Linked DNA regions of Mus musculus: region 1 is linked to region 2. The links are chromatin contacts, called in public targeted proximity ligation maps. All regions are on one chromosome and are shown on one strand. The core of a region is the stretch at or near the end of the contact, and the rest is flanking DNA. Distances in the headings are between cores, read along the strand shown.

What was found.
Region 1: a targeted proximity ligation map of the NIH/3T3 cell line shows a contact between it and region 2, with 17 read pairs. A contact is called at or near these places in 5 of 484 Hi-C or Micro-C datasets (the C10 cell line, ECoMG myeloid progenitors, the G1E-ER4 cell line and 2 more), 5 of 130 datasets of targeted methods (the NIH/3T3 cell line, embryonic fibroblasts, embryonic stem cells and 1 more) and 1 of 9 other capture datasets (embryonic stem cells).

What each region holds. Positions count from the first base shown.
Region 1 is chr19:16,560,535-16,564,465 of GRCm38.p6, forward strand. All of the region lies in intron 2 of Gna14 (guanine nucleotide binding protein, alpha 14), which reads left to right. Among named protein-coding and RNA genes, the nearest start is that of Gm41811, 21 kb to the right of the region's middle.
Region 2 is chr19:16,416,268-16,419,809 of GRCm38.p6, forward strand. No RefSeq gene overlaps it. Among named protein-coding and RNA genes, the nearest start is that of Gna14, 18 kb to the right of the region's middle.

The DNA of each region.
Region 1 (3,931 bases), core at 882-3,381, 140 kb after region 2:
TCCATGTTAATAATGTCATATAGCATAATACTCCAATGTCCATGTTAACTGAAAAATCACTCTTTCCATCAGGTGTGGTTCTTACTGTATTCTTGAGTATCCGTTTTCTTTACTCTTATTGTAAATTTTCATACATTTAAAAACATTTTTATGAATTTCATACATGGATACAATATGTGTATATCATAATTTCCCCCCACTATCCCCTTCTAACTCATTCTAGACCCTCCCTAACACATCTCCTTTATTGCATTAAAAAAGTGTCCATCAAGTCTAATTGGTACTCATATAAGTACTGATGCAGGACCATTTACTGGAGCATAGGCAGCCTCCAGGAGCCACACCCTTGAAGAAGATGATTCTCCCTTCCCCAGTGCCCATCAACTGCCAGTAACTTCTCAGCAAAGAGTAGGGTTTCATGTGTCTCTCTCCCATACAGGCTGGGATGTTGGCTGGTTTGATCCTGTGCAGGTCTTGTACAGGTACCCACAGCTGTCCCAAGATCATGAGTCCAATAGCCCTGCCAAATCCAGAAGACACTGATTGCAGCCGTCCTCTCCAACCAGTGGCTCTTACCAGCATCCTGCCACTCTTCCGTGGTGTCCCCTTGTCTTGAGAGGATGGGGCAGGAGTCTGATAGGTGATCAGTCAGTCAGAGCTTGAGGACTCCACGGTCACTTATTCATCTGTGAGTCTCTGTATTAATTGTTGCCCACCGCAATGAACAAAGCTTCTCCAATAAGATCTGAGAGTTGAACTGATCTTTGGATATGAAGATAAGTATTTAGAAGGCAGTTTGATATTATGTCCATTTAGCAAAATAATTTTAATAGATTCTCCTCTAGGGTTTCTGATTTTCCAAGTCACTGGGTTACTAGCCAGGTTTGTAGTACCAGGTAGACGTGAGTTTCTCTTGTGAAGGAAGCCTTAAATCTAATCAGAAAGTCATTGGTTATCTCTGTAACGTTTATCCTACTATAACAACAATGTGTATATGTTACCAGGCCAGTTGTTCCTGTAGCTCACAGCTGGAGAGTCACAGCTGGCTAAGGCTGTTGATGGCTTTTCTTAGACAGTAATAAGCATGGTACCTTCTGGCAGTATGGAAGGTAGTGATCAGGAAGGAAATTTCCTGATCAATACCAGCTTGATTTTTCCATGTCTGAGACCAAAGAATATAGCATGTTCAGCAATATGGTCTTACCATCAAGTTCTGGCCAGCAACCAAGGACAATGGCAAGAGCCTGTATTGTTTTAAGGATTCTCTTGGCCTTTCCTACCCCAAGCAAAATAAAGTCAGGTATCCTACAGTGGAGACTGGGATTTTTGTTTAATAATCTATGAATGTTGTAATGAACCATTGTAATCATGAAAAATGAAATGTGCTTTTGAAATAAAAAATAATACAAAGCCGGGCGTGGTGGCACACGCCTTTAATCCCAGCACTTGGGAGGCAGAGGCAAGTGGATTTCTGAGTTCGAGGCCAGCCTGGTCTACAGAGTGAGTTCCAGGACAGCCAAGGCTACACAGAGAAACCCTGTCTCGAAAAACCAAAAAATAAAAAAAAATAAAAAAAATAATACAAACACTATTTAGAAAGCTAGTGCTTTAAATAGTGTGTTAACAAGTATCAGAGCTAGCAGCTAACTCAATCTGTCCCATATTTTAGGTTTCAGCATGTTTGGTGGATCCCTGGTCATGTGCCCTTTCCCTATCATTTCCCTGATCTGTAGTAGCATGCTTGCTCTTACATTGTGCCAGAATTGGAGCTCTTCCTATCCCCTGTGGCTGCTAGCATTCTCCAAAAGTCTGTGGATTTTGCTGTGCTCTGGGACCTTTTAGAGTGGAGACATGAGGAAACTCAAAGGCAGTGACCTACTCCCTGGAGCCCACAGCTTTCATCCTGTTTTCCACTGAGTCTGGAAGGGCAGAGAAGCCCATGCATTGTTTCCTTCTATCATTATTGTGACTAAATGCCCGGCAGCGGCATCTCACAGGAAAGGGGTTTACACGACCCCCAGCTCAGAACGTGTGGCTCAGCACGGCAGGGTAGAGCTCAGGTTCTGGCAGTATGGGCTCGCAGCATGACTTCTTCACATCGTGGTGACTCAGGACACACAGACTGTCACTCTATGACCTGTGTCTGGCAGCTAAGTTCTACCTCCCAAGGTCTACAGTCTCTCTCAAACAGCACCACTAGTGAGGGACCAAATGTTCAATGCATCATGAAGGCTCGTGATGGGGACTTTCCACATTTAAGCCATAATAACCCATCTATGGTTCTAAGATTGATCATCACAGTGTGGGAAAAGCTATTTCCGTGGCACTCGCAGCGGAGACCTGGGTGTTGAGAGGCAACCGTAAACTGACTAATACATTGGCCTGCCTCCAGCCATGGAATATTAATCAAACTTGTTATTTTAAAGGTGTTCTCCATTACACTGAGTCTTATTCAGTCACACAGTGTCTACTGTAAACCTAGAGGGTGATTTCTACATCTATTTCCCCCTCAATAACTGCATTGTACGGTCTGAGTATCTGCTGTGGGCCTAGGCTTGTTCAAGGTGTGTTGTTAACCTAGGAAATCGAGGGTTGCCCAGGCACAGCTTGTTCCCATCTACTTTACTGAAGAGAAGCCAGAAACAAAGAGGTCAAATCGTTTGCAGTGAAATGTAAATAGTATGTTTGACTTTGACTCCAGATGGCTGACTTCATTGTCTTGAGGGACTCTGTTACCATCAAAGACACAGTTACAGGTACAGCAATGGAAGGAAGCATTGCTCTAAGCTGGTGACACTGGCTGCCAACACCATTTGTACTAATTTGTGTGGACAAATAGTTATATGGTACTTGTCTCTGGGTTTTATATGTCATAAAATGCCTGAATATAATGTGTTATATCATAAATCTGTTTGTTCTCAATAAGCTTTTCCCTGAAAAGTTCCTAGAACATTTTTATGTAACAGGTGCATTGCCCTTATCCTCAAAAAGTTGACAGTTCACAAAGGTATTGTGTTAAGTGAAATAAGCCAGGCACAGAAAACCATATATTAAGAGTTAATTTTACAGAAGTGGATTGTAGAACCTCAGTCACTGGAGGCAGCACAGGTTGGGGATAGGGGAGGTTTGGTAACGTGTGCTACATTGCAATTGCATGATAGGAATGAGATTTAGTGTCCTGCAGTACAGCCGTATGGCTATGACAAACACATGCTATATATTTATATAGAGCAGAAGAGTTTGAAAATTTCCAACACAGAAATGATAAATGACTATGCATATGTAATATGTGGTGGTTTTTAAGAATCTCTCAGTTCATGGGGAAGGAAATACATCAGTAGAACATTTCACAGCTGTGTAGTAATTATCAGAGATGAATGAGTCCATGGTGTCAGGAAGGCATAAGGTAGGGACATGAACCCCACCCAGGTCAGCTCACAGCTTAGGAGGCGGTGCTTTTAGTCTGTAGGTCAAGAAAGTCTCAATGAGGTTCAATTCCTTTACCATAGCTACACTACTGGGAGCTGGGGAGCTTGGTTTGAAATTACTGGCCCAGTGTTGTCTACCCAGCAGGAGTAGAATTCATGCCCAAGTGAGTTTGCTATGGATGACTGTAAGAGAGTAGGCCATGCCTGGTTCTTCCTCCTCTCTGTCTTGGTTCTGAGTTCTCTGAAACAATCTGGAACTAGAGATGAAACCAATAAGCATTATCATTCATGTAGCCTGCACTTCCACTGCTTAGAAAGCTCCCCTGTGACTTCCAGAAAAGGAAGACATCCAGGAAAGGAAGACTTCCTACAACAGCTTCTGCCAGGCTGGAGGTGGGAGGGGAATAGGAAGATTTCTTTTTCTTTTCTTTTCTTTTCTTTTCTTTTCTTTTCTTTTCTTTTCTTTTCTTTTCTTTTCTTTTCTCTTCTCTTCTCTTCTCTTC
Region 2 (3,542 bases), core at 889-3,388:
TTCAGTCTCTGAGTTCAAATGAGCTCTGCTTAGTTGATTTGGTAGAACATGTTCTCCTGGTGTCCTCCAACCCCTCTGACTCCCTGGTGTGTCTTTCTTGCCGATCTTCTGTAGGGTTCTCTGATCTCTGAGGGGGAAGGCCCAGTGGAGACCTCCTAGATTCTCTCTCTGAAACATTTCTAGCTGTGGGTCTCTGCAACTGCTCCCATCTCTGATGACAACTGGACAAGGTCCCCGATCTATGAGTATAGTAGAATATCATTAGGAATCATTTCATTGATGATGATAAGAATAATTATTATATTTATTTTTATTGTTATATTTATCATAATTACACCATTTATAATTTATAATGCAACCATTATAAAATATAATATAATAATTATAATATATAATTGTATTGATAATGCCATTATATCATATTAATATAATTTATTATTATTATTATTATTATTATTACTACTATTATTACTTTCCAGTCATGTTTGGCTCTACCTTAGGTTTCTGGGCTATCCATTCTCCAGTCTCTGGCCACTCAGGCAGTGTAGGACATGGGCTGCCTCTCTTGGCATGGTTCCCAAGTTAAACCAGATATTGGTTGGCCACTCCCACACATTCTGTGCCACCATTGCCCAGAACATCTTTCAGTCAGGACAGATTATAAGGTGAGCAGTTTGGAAATGGTTGGTGTCCACAGTTCTCCTTCTGTAAACTGCAAAGTATCTTCCTGCACCAAAGAGACTAACACATAGGGGTGCGCTGGGTCTATACTGTCCTTGGCAATGGGACTTCACTGTCAGTTTTCAGAGAGCAACATTCTGTCCTAGCATCAGCCTGGGTTGTTTAGCACCCTCTTGGCCATCAATTCAACTGACTGTAACCCAGTCCCACCAGTGGAAGCCTCGTCTGTCTAGAAAACAGGGCTCCATATCCTCCATTAGGAACCCTCACTAGACCTGCTCTCACAACTGCAAGAACTTTCCACTGCACCTGGTTTCCTCACAACCACCTGCAGAGTTCCCCACTTCCAGCTGTCTCTTCTCACACGCTTTCCCTCAGTGCCCCCCTCCCCAACCTGTTCCTGCTTCTGTCCCATCCACCCCCAATCTACCTGCAAGATGAATTCTATTTCCCCCTTCCCAGGGAACTCCATGTGCACGCCCTTGAGCCCTCCTCTTACCTCACTTTCCCCAGTTAAAGGCTTGAGAAAGGGGAGGACAGGAGAAAATGATCTATCACAGCCCTCAGGCTACCCTGAGAGTTGGGTCTGGGGGACAGAGTGGAGAAGATCTACAAGCAGCCTACCTGGTCTTGCGGCAGGCATGGCCTGTGATTGAGTAGGGAACTCCTGCCCTACTTGGGGGCTGGGACATATGAGGAGGTGGGGAAGAAGGCGGGAGGAGAGGTCTGGTGTTCTGGCAGGCATGGCCTGCCTGTTGAGCCTTGTGAACAGATGCTTCATAAATCAAGGCCATTTGCCATTTGAAAATAAAGTCAACTGATTTTGTCTTTTATTTGCATTTATCTATTCCTGTATTTTATTTTAGTCTGGATTTATTAGTATGGTCCCTACTAGTACGGTGAAGTAAGAACAGCCCAGATGACCTTCAGTGCCTACACACATACTTGCAAAAAAAAGCAAGATACAATTCAAAGGATTCTTTGGCAGAGATTTGGGGAAAACATTGTGATGTAGAACCTCAAATATGAAGGAAAACAGATTCTTTCTTGCTTACCTAAAACATATGGAAAAATGGATATTATACAAGTGGTGTGAATTTAAAAAGAAAAGAAAAAAACCTTATTATAGCCTGGATTTAAATAGAAACAGCTACAAAAGATACTAGATAATTTTTAATATGGAATTTCCGTTAAACTGAGTTGAGGAATTTAATATTTTTCAGGTGTAATCATTCTGGCTGTTTGTTCTTACAAGAGATTGTCCTTATTCTGGTTGAACTGTTTAGGGGAGATGAGTCATGCTGTTGACAGCGTGTCAAGGCTTAGGAAATAGAGTTTTGGAAAAGAGAGAGAAAGAAGATAAAACAAATACAGAGGAACACATTGACACACAGAAAACTTAGGTAAAGAATTTGCAAGTGCTTATTGTTATGTCTGGAAAGTTCTCATAATTCAAAAAAAAAAAGGGAGGGAAAATGTTAGTCATACCAAAATTGTATAGTCATACCAAAATTGTAGTGAGAGGAGCTGAGAAACCAACCTTTTATTTAAAAGTATTGTGAGAAATGACTATCAAAGAGAGAGTTACACAATAGCATACTTGTTAAGAAAATGTTTTTAATAGAAAAAATCTTATCTGTCCCAAAGAGCTTAGCCTCTGATCGCAGAGCTCATGGGACGCCTCGGAGAACTTTTCAGCTGTGTCCAGCATAGCCGCGTCAGGTTACCATAGACCAGTTTCCCTGGTATTCTATCTCCAAAGAGAATGGGCCCTGCTGTTTCTAATGCTGTAGACTCTGATAAACATTTACAAAAGAGGCAAGTCTAAGCTGACTGATGTCAGGATGGCATGAAAGATAGCCTTGAGGCCAAGCTTGGGATTAGAAATCAGAAATAACCCTGGACCAGGTGGCAGGATTCAGAACAGGAGCCCCAGCTTATCTGCTGGTTTGAATGAAAGTAGCCCCCTTAGGCTCCTGTGTTTACATGCTTAGTCCCCAGCTGATGGACTGTTTAGGAAGGATTTGGACGTGTGGCCTGTTGGAGGAGGTGTGTCACTGAGAGTAGACCTTGAGGTCTCAAAAGCCCCAGCCTCTCCACTCCCTCTGCCTGCTGCATAGGGATCAGGACATGAAGCTCTCAGCTATTGCTTCAAAGCCCTGTTTGACTGTTTTCCTGCCAGGATGATCATGGACTGATCCTCTGAAATGTAAACAAGCCTCAGTTAAATGCTTTCTTTTATAGGAGTTGTCTTGGTCATGGTGTCTCCTTACAGCACTAGAACAATAACTAAGACAGCAACTTACTGAGGAAGGTTGAGGTGTGGGCGTGGGAGTCGGGGTTGTTTGCCCTGACAAGGACATCCTTTGGAGCACTTAATGGCTTCAGTGGTCCTGGTAGCTCTGCTTCTGTATCAAATAAACAAAGGGACAATGGCCAGAGGGGAGCCATTTGAATAAGCATCCAAAACAGAAACAAACAAACACCCCAAAACCTTCAGGCTGAAGAAGTCTTTTAGTTTGATTATATCATCAGACTCTCAGCTCGCCAAATTCCACTGAACCAATGCTAGAATGTTCGACCTTATCAGCAGTGTCCTTGTTGCTTTTACTTTTTCTCAGATTCAACAGAATAGTTTCGATCCTGGCACAGTTCTTTCTGACAAGTAGGCTCTTAATCAGCTGATGCCTCATTCGAGAGACAGCTGCAAGGAAGAAGTGACTTGGGTAATTAACATGCAGCTTTTCTATGAGCTCAAAGCATTTGCAAGTGCGTTGCATCTAAATAGTTGACTAAAGCATGCAATCGTTAGGAGAAAAAAAAATCTATCTGACCACCAATCCTTGAAGAGTAGCTGAGGA